Linked DNA regions of Sus scrofa: region 2 is linked to region 1. A link is a contact called in public HiChIP or PLAC-seq data. All regions are on one chromosome and are shown on one strand. Each heading gives the region's core, a stretch centred on a gene start, on an enhancer-like site or on the middle of the called end of the contact. The rest is flanking DNA. Distances are from core to core; before and after follow the strand shown. Region 1 overlaps LOC106509841 (a long non-coding RNA gene). Region 2 overlaps LOC106509843 (a long non-coding RNA gene).

The links. HiChIP or PLAC-seq counts read pairs in DNA pulled down with a chosen protein or histone mark.
Region 2: a contact with region 1 is called in an H3K27ac HiChIP or PLAC-seq map of skeletal muscle. The contact joins two enhancer-like sites. A contact is called at or near these places in 2 of 2 datasets of contacts at active chromatin or transcription factors (alveolar macrophages and skeletal muscle).

The regions. Positions count from the first base shown.
Region 1 is chr3:97,256,105-97,262,560 of Sscrofa11.1, reverse strand. The region is part of intron 2 of LOC106509841 (a long non-coding RNA gene); the gene reads right to left. Among named protein-coding and RNA genes, the nearest start is that of ZFP36L2, 59 kb to the right of the region's middle. Within about 2 kb of position 2,825, at least 27 of the 83 cell types and tissues checked have an H3K27ac peak or open chromatin away from gene starts, as enhancers often do. A contact at or near this core is called in skeletal muscle, where this site is marked.
Region 2 is chr3:97,547,037-97,553,492 of Sscrofa11.1, reverse strand. The region is part of intron 2 of LOC106509843 (a long non-coding RNA gene); the gene reads left to right. Among named protein-coding and RNA genes, the nearest start is that of TRNAI-UAU, 17 kb to the left of the region's middle. Within about 2 kb of position 3,437, at least 30 of the 83 cell types and tissues checked have an H3K27ac peak or open chromatin away from gene starts, as enhancers often do. A contact at or near this core is called in skeletal muscle, where this site is marked.

The sequences.
Region 1 (6,456 bases), core at 1,576-4,075:
CTGTTCCCTCCACCTACCAACACCTTGGGAAACCCAGGCACTTTTCTAGGGTTTTATTTAGGGCTGGACATTCCCAGGGCAGACCCTCTGCCAACTCAGCAGGTCTGGGGACTCGGGATGTGCTAACGCTGGCAGCCCTTCCACGCCCCATTTGGGCTCCGTTGGCCAGATCTCACCCTGGCCTGGGCCTGGGCTGGCACTGATTGATTGATTGACATGGAGTTTCATTCCTTTAGAAGGGCCAGTCACACCCGGACAGGGTTCACCGAGTCAGGCTCTTTTCTCAGCACTTTATTTGTAATCCCCGCAGGGACCCTACAAGGTAGATAACTATTCTGATGCCCACTTCACAGGGGTGGAAACCAAGGCACAGAGATAGAGGAACCAATATACTAAAATCACAGCAGCCAGGAGTGGCTTGAGGAATCCGGATTCAAACCCAGACTGGTTCCACACTTTTAACCACTATACCATACTATGTCTCTTTTTATAGTTTTTTTTTTTTTTAAAGTAAACATGAGATTACTTGGTCCTGGTTGCCTTTGGCACCAGAGGCATGGACATGTGACATTACAGGTCATTCCCAGCCCTGCCTCTCTCTCTCTCTGGCACACACACACACACACACACACACACACACACACACACACAGTCTGCCTCATCCTGGTGCTGCCAGGCACATCGGTGACCTCCTGGTTCCTCCACAGCCAGGCATCAGGCCTGTGGGAACACAGTGCTCTCGTATTTGGATCCAAGTCTATTCTGGAACATACCACCCTATGCCTCTCCCCTCGGCTGCCACCCTAGTTCCGCCCCTGGGGCCAGCATTCCTGGAAAGCTCCAAGACAGCTTCTTTCAGGGGAGATTTTCCACGGGGCCTGTGCAGCCAGAATTGGCATAAGCTGAGGAGGGTCCTACCCACAGTCCCTGTCTTGGGGCCAGGAAGCTTGGAGCATCCCTGGGGTATCGGGGCCGTTCCTCTTCTCCATGGCAGAGGCCTTGGCAGATGGGACACTCGCAGCTCCTTCCCCATCCTGGTGTGTCCTCTTGGCCTCAGAGGAGTTCGGGTCTCCAGCACTCTTGTCTCAGCTCTGCTCAGTCCCACCCCATGACCAGGGAGTGTGTTCCTGCGGGGCCCAGCCCTGTGCTGGGTGCTGTGGACCTGCCCCTGGAGGCTCGCCGCTCTGCACGGACAGACGAGCAGCCTGCCCGTGAGCTGCCAGCAACACAGCGCTGCAGCAAATCCCCAAAGACCTTCCTGGACCTGGGCTCAGGCACCAGGACCTCGTCCTCCTGCTCAGGGACCCCAAGAGCTCGTCCTATCCTGCGTGGTGACCCCTGGCCCCAGCCCTGGCTGTTGTTTCGGTGGCAGGAAAGCCTCTCGCCCGAAGCTCAATGTCCTGCCTGCGCTCAGCGGATGACTAACCTGCCCCTCCTCAGCCTGGCACTTCCAGCCCCTCCTTCTGGCTCCGCCTGAGTCAGAGGCCCGTCAGCTTCTGATGCCCCTGAGGCCCAGCAGATTTGGGTGGGAAGGCTGTGTCCTATGCCAGGGCCTGAGGAGACGGGCCAGGCCCTCACTCCTCACTGGCCTGACCTTTTAGCAGGAACTTCTAAGCATTCTTTGATCTCGAAATGCCACATGTGCGTACACACACACACACACACACACACGCACCCCCATTCACATTCAGCCACACTCTTACTAGAGATGAAATAGTGCAGGTGCCAGGCTGAACCAGAACAGTCTTGTGGGGTGTGGCCTCCTGGCCTCTCCTGCAGAGGCCCCAACACCTCCTGGTACCAGAGAGCAGGACCAGAGGCCTGGGAAAGGGGTCTGTGCCTCTGGCTCCCTCCCTAGAACAGGCACAGATACTGGCTGCTGAGGGGACTCGATCCTTCGAATATGCCTCAGCACTACAGTCCTCTCTCTCTTGCACACAAACACATACCCCTAGACTCCTCCTCTGCAGCACTTCAAAGCCTCCCCCCACTACACTAGCCTCACAATAAAAGTAGCCAAAGAGTTCCCGTTGTGGCTCAGTGGTAAACGAATCCGACTAGGATCCACGAGGAAGCGGGTTGAATCCCTGGCCTCACTCAGTGGGTTAAGGATCCGGTGTTGCTGTGAGCGGTGGTGTAGGTTGCAGACGTGGCTCAGATCTTGCATTGCTGTGGCTGTGGTGTAGGCTGGCAGCTACAGCTCCAATTCGAACCCTAGCCTGGGAACCTCCATATGCAAAACCTTGACCCCTGACTCAATCTTGGGAAGCCATGGTCAAGCCCTGGGGATTTCTGCTCCTGGTTCTGCCCTAATGGGCCCCCTCCCTGGCTGGACTTGGCAGTGGCTGCGTGGCCAGCCCCGCATCTTCCCGAAGCCAGTTCCCGTCCCAGCACACAGAGGCACAAGCTGGGCTCCACGCCGCTTTCCAGGATCAGTCTGAGGGCTTAGGTTTGGGGTGTTTCATTTTCTTCTGTCTTTACCCCCATGTATACCCCATTGGCTCTGCCTGAAAAACACCCTCCCTCCCACCTCCCTGAGTCAGCTCTCAGCATCTGAGCACTACTAGCCAGCCTTGTTCAGGTGAGGAAACTGCAGCTGAGCAAGGCTACATACAGAGGGACAGAGGGATGCGTTTCTATCCATATTTCAACATTCACTTGGGTACCACCTTCCTGGGACTCCCCCGTTCCTGAGCGCCCCTGCCCTCGCCCTGGCCAGTGCCCCCCTCCCCCGGGGACAGGACGAGCAGACCTCTAGCCTAGAGCCCCTGCCCCCTGGAGTGAGTTCTGTTGAGCTTGTTACTTCAGCCCCGGAGCACTGATGTGTGCCCTTCTCCTGTGTCACTGGCCCCGTGAGAGCAGGTGGGCGGGCCCAGGTCTGAGTCACTGCCCAGCTCTGAGCCCGGCAAGCTGGCCGTGCAGGTAACCCTTTGCTGCCTGGGGAAGCTGACCAGAGGAAGGCCGGTCTGGGCCCTCGTCCCACTTTCCGGCCACGTCTCCCCCCTGCACCCCATCCCTGCATTTCTCCCTGTCCAGCTCTTTTCCCAGGAAGAGAGTGGCAAGCCCCTGCCCTGCTCTCAGGATGGGCCTTGCTGATGGGAGGTAGAATCTGTGCCGGGCTGAACATGCGACAGGGGTGGTGCTGGTCCCCCCAGGAGCTCCTCTGGCTTGAGTGGGCCCAGCGTGCACCTGAAGACAGGGAGCCCTGGCTCAGCACCCTGGGTCACTTCTCGGTGGCCACTTCAGTTTGTGCGTCCACTTGGGGGGGAGGGGACTCAGCCATCAGCCCGATGCCATGTTTATTTAAGGGGCACCGAGTTAAAAATAGCCTGAGTGCCCCAAGAGCAGGCAGCAGGCTCGGTGACCTCTGGCTCAGACAGAGAGAGGGATTCCAGGAGCTCTGAGACCTGTCCTCACCTCCGAGCCCTCTGTCGGCTCCCCCTCCCGCAGATAGACTTGTGCCTCTGTCAAGTGTCACACACACCCCAGCGTGGCGGGATGGCACCAGCGACATGTTTCGTGCGCTTCACAGACTGCAGGGTTTTGCGGCAGAGAAGCCTGAACTTTAGACCTGGCAGGGACCCCAAGGGGGGATTACTCTACAACTGCCCCATCAACACCCCCCATTTTGTGGCAGTTGGGGGGGTGGGGTGGCTGGAGTTCGCAGCGTAACGACGGGCTCAAGGTCGTGCAGAGCAAGACGACAGTCCGGGACTCTTGGCTCCCAATTCGGGACGCTGTCCGCCGCGTTACATCACGCCCATCATGTTTTATTACACAACGTTCAAATGTATTTTGTTCTTTCGTCTTACGTTATGTAATGCCAGGTAGGCAGGAATGGGGGTGGGGAGGGGCGTGGGGAAGTCCTTGGATGGAGGAGGTGACAAAAAGGCCATTAAGACGAAAGTACAGCAGTGAGCCTTTATCTTCCCCCACCCAGATCAGGCCCTGGCTCCCCACCTGAGTCCGCTCCCCTCCGTCAGGTGTAGTGGGTGCGGCTCAGCACCCAGTGCCCTAATTAGCACCTGTTGACAGTTTCTGGTTTGTGTGTTATCACCTTGGGTCCTCTTATCTTTATCAGAGCCAAAGGTTGATTGGAGCATTCTGGCTCAAGCTCAAAGCAACTTCACTCTGATTCCACGAAGCATTTATAACCGCTGTGAATAACAGCCCTCTTTCCTCAAGATAGCAGCCGGACCTGTCCGAGAGATGCCCTGTGGAGTCTTTGGGGGGGGTTGTTTGTTTGTTTTGCTTTTTAGGGCCGCAGCCACGGCACATGGAGGTTCCCAAGCTAGGGATCGAATCAGAGTTGTAGCTGCCAGCCTATGCCACAGCCACAGCAACGAAGGATCTAAGCCTCATCTGTGACCCACACCACAGCTCACAGCAACGCCGGATCCTTAACCCACTGAGCGAGGCCAGGGATCGAACCTACCACCTCATGGTTCCTAGTTGGTTTCATTTCTGCTGCACAACAACGGGAACTCATGGAGTCTTTGGTTTGATCCCCACCATGTCCACCGAGACGGGAGTGCAGAGCCCTCCCCACAGCTGGGAGAGGACGTGATGCCAGTCCTGACCCCCAGTCTCGGGCACCCCACAGTGATGCCCCAGGCACCGGAACCTGCCAGAACCCCCTACCAGGGGCTACAGCCCCTGCTCCTCCAGCCTGTCTGCCAGGACAAAGTTCCTGGGCCTTATCAGCCCAAGAGGTAGAATATTAATCTGGCCATCTCTGCCCCAGCCCTGCCCCCTTACAGCCAGCCTCCCCACTACAGGTGGGCAGGGTGTGTACCCACAAGGACAGGGTAAGAAGGCTGTGGGAAGGGACCTACATGTGGCCCACAGCCATGTGAGAGAAATGGCTTCTTGGTGTCTTCCTGGTATTAACCTCAAGGCCAGGCCCTCAGGTCCCTCCCAGCTCCCTCTGTCCTGGGGGAGATGTTTTCTCTGAGGAGTGACCCAAACCTTTCCTGACACCTGACGTTCCCACCTGGACCCCCTGGGTCTGGTGCTGCCAGAGAGGCCCAGGGTCCTACTCCCAGCTCTGCCACTGGGCGTGTCGCTGTGCATCAGACCTCAACTGCCTCACCTGTAAAATGGGAATCTTTGACTTGCCCTAGAATACCCACCTTCCCACTGAGACTTGGTACCTAAGGCTGGGTGACCACCCCACCCCCATGCCTAGACCCACCTGGAACAGGATCCAGGACCCTGGAGGTAGCTCTTTTGTGTCTTGAACCTCACTGAGTCCCATTTTCGGCCACCCAAACCCCTTTAGCTCCTGAACCAAGGCTCCAGGGACCACCTTTTGAGGATGTCCCCAGAGATCTCAGACAGGGATTGGTCCCTGCCAGCAGCCGTGTGTGTGTGTGTGTGTGTGTGTGTGTGTGTGTGTGTGTGTGTGTTGGTCCCTGCCAGCAGCCGTGTGTGTGTGTGTGTGTGTGTGTGTGTGTGTGTGTGTTGGTCCCTGCCAGCAGCCGTGTGTGTGTGTGTGTGTGTGTGTGTGTGTGTGTGTGTGTACACCCACCCTCCTGACGCATTGTCTGGAGGGGGCATTGTCCGGAGGGCCGGGCGGTTGCCTTTATGGCAAGGCATAAAAGGTAATCATTGACCGCATCAATGCCGCCCTGCGTGTCAGTGCCCGCCCAGCCTCGACCCTGCCAGGCCCTGGATTACTTTACAGTCACATAAAAGAAGCCTCCAGACTGGCCCCTTGGGGACTTTGGCCCCCAAGCGGGGAACGGGAGGGAGCCGTTCCCTGGAGACAGGCTTTTCTTATAATATTTACTGAACAGAAAGAGCTCCTTCCTTTTATCAAACACCACTGGGACTGTCTCAGCCCGGCCTGCCCAAGCCCCAGAGTCCCCATCAATAGGGGCCACCCTTCTCCCCTCCTTCCTCCACCTCTGCCATCGGGACCCACCAGCAGCCCGGATGTCCCCAAGCTGGGTCTCAGGATGCATCTTGCAGGCCTCGTTTCCTTTACAGTTTTATTTCATCCAGCCTGCACAACCCCATGGGGTAGGAAGGGAGATCATTTCCATTTTACAGATAGGAACACTTGGACTCAGAGAGGTCTAGTACCTTTCCTGAGTCGCACAGCCAGTAAAGGGCAAACCTCTCCTGCATGCAGTAGTCTATAAGGCTATACATCTATAAGTCTCCAGACTTGCTTGATTAAATGCTATCGGTAAAAAAAAATAACACGTGTCAGCACAAACCCTTAATATATTTATACGTATCCATAAATCATATACGTGTACTACTGAAAATCTACTTATCAAATGTTAGCAAATATCCACACTCTAATGGAAGCATCTTTTCCTGTCCTGTCATTCAAACCAGATCACATCAACCCCAGGGACCCTCCCCAGGGCTCATTTTCCGCAGGGACACCAGGGCCAGAGGGAGAAGGTCTGGGGAAGGGTAAGCCTCAGGCAGGCAGGGGGACAC
Region 2 (6,456 bases), core at 2,188-4,687, 290 kb before region 1:
AGGGGGGGTTCCTATTGTGGCTCAGCAGGTTAAGAACCCAATTAGTATTCATGAGGATGTGGGTTTGATTCCCTGGTCTTGCTCAGTGGGTCAAGTATCTGGCATTGCCACAAGCTGTAGTGTAGGTTGCAAATGTGGCTCAGATCCTGCGTTGCTGTGGCTGTGGTGTAGGCCGTCAGCTGCAGCCCTGATTCAACTCCTAGCCTGGGAATTTCCATATGCCGTGGGTGCAGCCCTAAAAATAAAGAAAGGAAAAAAAAAGAACATAAAAATAAGGTCCCATCTCAATAGCTCCAGTTTTCCTCCTGCTCCTTCATGCTTTCTCCTGGTGGGCAGCCTGCCAGCCCCTCAGCCCCTCAGCATGTGTGAGTTTAGCAAAGCCCATCAGAGAGCAGGTGGTGGGGGTGGGAAAGAAGGATAGGGAGTGTGTGTGGGGGGCTTTGGGAAAGAAAGGTGCTTGGAAGAGGGACAGGGGAGCAGAAAGCAGAGGGTGGGTGCTGCTGGAGACACTTAGTCACTTTCTCTGCTTTCTGGGCTGAGGGTTGGGGCAGAAGTTCCCCTTAGGAATTTTTTTTAGTATTACATTTTCTTTCATAAACTGTTCACATAGAATCAATTAAAATATTTTTTGATTTATATTGAAAATGCCATCTTTTTCTTTTTTAGTCAATAGATAATATACTCAAAGATTCAAAATTCAAAGCATTCAAAATAAGCAAGCTTTTCTTGTTTAATATATAAGAGCACAACCTAATGTTCCCAACTAAAAATCATCAAGGGCATTAAAGGACATATGTGGAAAAAACACGTTAAGGCTGTCAAAAACTCTTCCACTGAGGGACTGCTCGCCTTTTTATTTTGAGTTTTTTTTTTTTTTTTTTTTGTCTTTTCTAGGGCCGCACCCACGACATGTGGAGGTTCTCAGGCTAGGGGTCCAATCGGAGCTACAGCTGCTGGCCTACGCCACAGCCACAGTAATGCCAGATCTCAGCTGCATCTGCGACCTACACCACAGCTCACGGCAATGCTGGATCCTTAACCCACTGAGCGAGGCCAGGGATCGAACCCACAACCTCACAGTTCCTAGTTGGATTCGTTTCCGCTGCGCCATGATGGGACTTGTGAGGTGTTTTTGATGTTCAGAAGTTTCAATGATTTGTTAAGCCATGTCTTTCCCTGTATGATCTCTTCACCTAGAAAGTCATTGCCTGTCCTGAGTTCAATTCAACAGTCCTTTTCGTCAATCGTGTTTTCATGGCTTCCTAATTTGCCCTCTAAGCCACATCAGAGAAGTTTCTGTTAGTGATGTGGTTATGAGATGGAGCTGAGGGCTGCTGTGGCTACCTGAGGGGGGTGCCTTTGAAAGCCACTGGGCTCAGACTCCAGCCCTAGCTCTGAACTGGCCATCGTCTCCCCACTTGACAGTTATTCACAGCAGAACAGGGACTGGGAAGGAGCCTGCATCCTTGCTGGAGAAGAGGGCCTGGAGGAACTGACCCTGCCGTGAGGACCTGGGACATGATGGGGCCAACTTTGGTATGGTCCAGGCGCCCTTGTCAGCTGGTCTGAGGTGCAGGTATCCCAGGGCATAGGAGAGTCAGATGTGGGCGATTCTGGTAGATAGGCTGCGACTGGGGGAGTCCTGCGCAGCAGATTGCAGGGCAGGGCTGGGGTCCAGGTCCCGGGATCTGGGGAACCAGAGAGGCCACAAGACAGAGAACTCTGAACAGGGACTGTGATGGGCCCAGGTGGGGTGGGCCCTCTGAGACATCGAGGGGCCCAGTTAGTTAGGACAGGCATTGGTCCCAGCAGCCAGCCTGCCCTTGTGGCATTTCAGAAAATGACGCCAGATTGACTTTAACGATCTCTATGGTAATGTGTATGTGAATCTGTTGAAAATAAAATCACTGCAGACATACATCAGGCCCAGAGCCACTACAGGGTTGTCATTAGCGCCCAGTGCCCTAGTCCCCACAGGAGGGTGTAGATGCCTCTTCTCCTCACACTGTCTCCCTGGATGTTGGGACTGGCCCTCTCAGCCTTGTTCAGAAAGGGACCCCTCTCTTTTCCCCCACACACTAGTCTGAGTACCGAGCTGGGGACACAGCTCTAGGCTAGGAGGCTTTAAGCCCTCCTCATGTGACATCAGACAGCATTCTACTCTTTCTTGGGTATTAGTTTACTCATCATAAAATGGGATGAATGACATTGTCCCCAACCAGCAAACCAGATGACAAATGGGGTAATAGGTGAGACACTATTTTGAAGAAAAACAGTGAATCATTCCAGGGCAGGATTCTGAGGTGGTCCCCTACCCCTCCTCTGGTGAAACAAGGTTCCCTACTGGGCTGTCTCTCCCCCGAACTCCAGCAGGTGGCAGCATCGCCCTCTGCATGTCTGCTCTCCGCCCCTGACCCCTCCTTCCCAGATACCTAGGGTGTAGGACCTTGGACTGCTCTCAATTCACCTTCCACATTCCCACCTCCTCAGGGAAGAAAGCGGCCAGGGCCTGGAGCCCAAATGCCTTGGAAAGAGAATTAAGACCTTATTCTTTTAAAAAACCACAGATAGGGCAAGGGGAGGGGACCTGTTGTGTGTGATCCCAGGAAGGTTGACGTAAGCATTTGGGTGGAAGGGAAGCTTCATCCTACTCTGCCAGGACCTGTCCCACCACCTGGAGGAGGCCAGGACTTGTCCCCTCCTGGGATCATTGTCTTTAGTTGGACGGGCCAGCTGGCATTTCAGCAGAGGCAGGGGAGAGTCCTCTATTTTTGTGTGTGCAACAGGGTTGAAAATTTCACTCCCACTTCAGTTCATCTGTGCAGAAAAAAGAGTAATTTCTTTATTTGTTATATAACTAATCTGACCTTTCCCCTAACCCCTATCTGATGAAGAGTGAGAAAAACAGTGAAATGTTCAACTTGATTTAAATGTCCTGGGACCCAATAGTTTAGCCCGTCCTATTAGATTGTTTCTCTTAGAGAAAAGTGCTCAGTTTTCAGATTGCCTTCCTAATCTTCACCCACTAAGATGAGACCGAGGTGTGTGGACAGACAAGGGCGGCTCATGTGATATCTGACAGGAGTGAGGTGTTGGGATCCTGGGGTTGGTGTCTTCTGGTTTCCCCCACAAGGTCCCTTGTCCCTGCTGGCCACGGATTGTGCTTGAAGCTGAGTTTGTATAACTCATGGTCTGGTCCCTCCTGGTCTGGCCAGAGCCTCTGTGGTGCCCCAGCTGACCAGCCCACTGCACCTGAGTTCTCCTGGCTGCCTCCCAGGGGGCCTCCACTAACCTGGTAGTGCCCCCTCCCACCCCGTGGCATCTCCTTGTTGTACAGCTTGACCCCAGTTGACCTGCTGGCTCACAGTGTGGTTGCCTGGCCTGTGGGAACTGAAGTTGGCTGTGAAGCTGAACTTCTGAGGCTCCTCTGCTGTACCCTGGAGCCCTGGTGTTGGAGGCAGAGGATGGGTGGGTTCAGGGCAGCCTGAGAGACTGGGACAGAGGCCACACTGGGGTTTCTTCTCTAGAGCAAAGCAGATGGAACTTTCTCTTCTTGCCTCAGCATCCGTTACAAAAAAATGCCATGATCACACCCAGGGGGAGAAATGAAGGCATCCAGAAAACATGCTTTCAAGTGAATGGTCTGGTTTAGAAGACTCTTGACCTACTACATAATTGTATTTTGCCTGTCAGATGCCAAATATTACAGCATTTTTCTTCTGTGCTTTCAATGTCACAACTTCATCCTAGTCTCTCCTCAGGCAGAGACGGATGCCTCAAAGGTAGATGAAGGTCACGTATTCATAGAGGCAAGAAAGAAAAGCACATTCATAAATCTTCAAACATCCTTTTATGCTTGAAATGTTACCAATATTGGATAACGGAAGCAACAGACTACAACAGGTAAAATGGGAAGGCTTTCTCCACGAGGATAATTCACTATCTTGTTTGTGTTGGACTCTGTCCTTTCAGGGCCATACACAGTGAGTCAGAACCAGATGTCACTCAGTGAAAAATGGCACACCCCATAAAAAGCTGGGCCAGTCCAGCGGGAACCCGCCCTGAGCTCCCTGGGGCCAGGGCAAGACCAAGACAGACGTAGGATGAAAGGAAGGCCATGATTGGTGGACTCCTCTCCAGGCTTCTCTCCTATTGGAGGAAAGCAGACACAGGCATTTCAAACTAACTGGGAAAGGGGGTGGGTGATGGGTATAATTTACTGCCCCCACCCCCCACCGCTCCCCAGTGTTGTGGGCGTGCAGGCTGTGGTGGGGTTGGGTGGCCGGGGGGTCTTCATCTCTTACACAGCTCGCTCAGGTTGGGGGTTTCTCCCTGCAGGGCTGACAGGCCACCCTCACAGGAACTCACTGGCACATGTGTCAGAACACGTGCTCAGCCGTTTACATTCACGTGGGTTTCCACGTGAGTCCTCGTAGGACTCTTGGGGTAGTGCCTGACACCGCAGACATGAAACGAACACCAGCCCTTATTATCACTGGGCACAGAGGGTCTCCTACACTTAGTCCCAAAATAGAAAGACACAGTTACACAGATGTGTACATTCTCACACTCAAGAGATATACAGACACCATGAAACCTTTACATAGAAGCTCATAAATCTATTTTTTGGATATGGATATATAGTCAAACATAGTAGTTATAACCTACTGGAAATTTCCTATACAGTAGGCATTGTTCTAACACCATACAAGAGGATTAAGCAACTGAATCCTTATAACAACTGCATGAAGTAGGTATTGTTATTTATCCCAATTAACAGATGGGTGAATTGAGTCACACCGAGATGACAGCTTAAGGTCACAAAGCCAGTAATTGTTAAACCTGGGATTCAAGCCCAGGCAGTTAGGCCTCAGAGCCTGTACTGGTAACCACCAGCTATTTTGCTGTCTTCCTCACAGACACCCCCCGCCCATCACAGTCTTTACTACAGGAGTTCCCGTTGTGGCTCAGTGGTAGTGAACCTGACTAGTATCCATGAGGATGTGGGTTCCACCCCTGGCCTTGTTCAGAGGGTTGGGTATCCTGGTAGTTGTGGGCTGTGGTGTAGGTCACCGACGTGGCTCAGATCTGGCATTGCTGTGGCTGTGGTGTAGGCCGGCAGCTGCAGCTCCAATTCGAGCCCTGGAATTTCCCTATGCCGTAGGTGCAGCCCTAAAAAACAAAAAAACAAAACAAAAAACCCTCATACAAGTATATGCACTTCTACAAGACACATCACGAGGCCTGGAATCCCCACCACGTGCAGGCCGAAACTTGCAGAACATTCTAGCCTTCTGACTAACCTGGCCTAATATGGTAGTGTTTGTTCCTGGTGAGAGGACTCTCACGTGGCTCCTGTATTACGCCTGCTGTTGCAAATGTTGTTCAGAGCCTACTCTTGTGGGAGGGGTTCAGCATGGTTTTGGGGAAAGAGGCCAGATCTGACTTTATCTCTAGGAGCTAAATCAAACTTTGGCTTTGCCTGGGGTCTCTGGACCCCTGGCCTCTTCTCCCCCTTGTCCTTTGTGAGTGCAAGATTGCCCCTGGGCAATGGACTTGATTTCTCTGGATTTGCCCAAGTGTGGCTCTTGTTCCTCACCTCCATCCCAGGGCCAAGCTTCCCCAGTTGGAGGCTTTGAGGTGAGCCCAACTGGGAAGTCCCCTGGGTTTCCTGGGGTCTGGAGGGGGGGTCTCTGCACAAAGGGGAGGCCAAGGTGGCTCAAGCAAGCCCAAGGGCCACCTTGGTAGCCTTCCATGACTCCTGGCAGTGAACACTGCACCACATGTGGGCTTTGACCCAGGGTCAGGCGTGGGCGGGCAGTACAGAGTCATTGTCCTTGAATGTTAGAGTGAGCTGGGGGCTTTGAAATCATCTAGTCCAGCCCCTTCATTTTGTAGAAAAGTGAGTCTCTGAGATGGGATGGGATGTGTCTGAGGTCACCCTGTGAATCTTCAACCTCAAGTCTTAACTCTGACTCTGATGTTTAGTGTTTCACAGGATAAGACTCTGTGGGGGGAAGACTAAGGCTTCTGGTGTGTGCAGTTATGGACATTTGGGACAAACCAGACACAGGCATTCAAAGAGATAGCTCCTTGCTCTGGGTGGCTGGCTACAATTTTAATCCAGACCCAAGGACATTTTATTTTTTTTTAAAGTTTTGAAAGTTTGATTTTTATTAGAAGTTTTATTGAAGCATAGTTAATTTACAAGGCTGTGATAATTTCTGCTATAACAAAGCGACCCAGTCATACGTACATACATATCCATTCTGTCTGAATCTTCTCCCACATAGTTTTCGCAGAATACTGGGTAGAGTTCTCTGTGCTATGCAGCAGGTCCCCACTGACCAATCATTCCATATACCTCTTGGGCATATGCCAACCCCAAAACCCCAGTCCACCCCTCCCACCTCCACTCCTGTCCCCTTTGCTAACTTTGTTTTTCAAAGTCTGTGA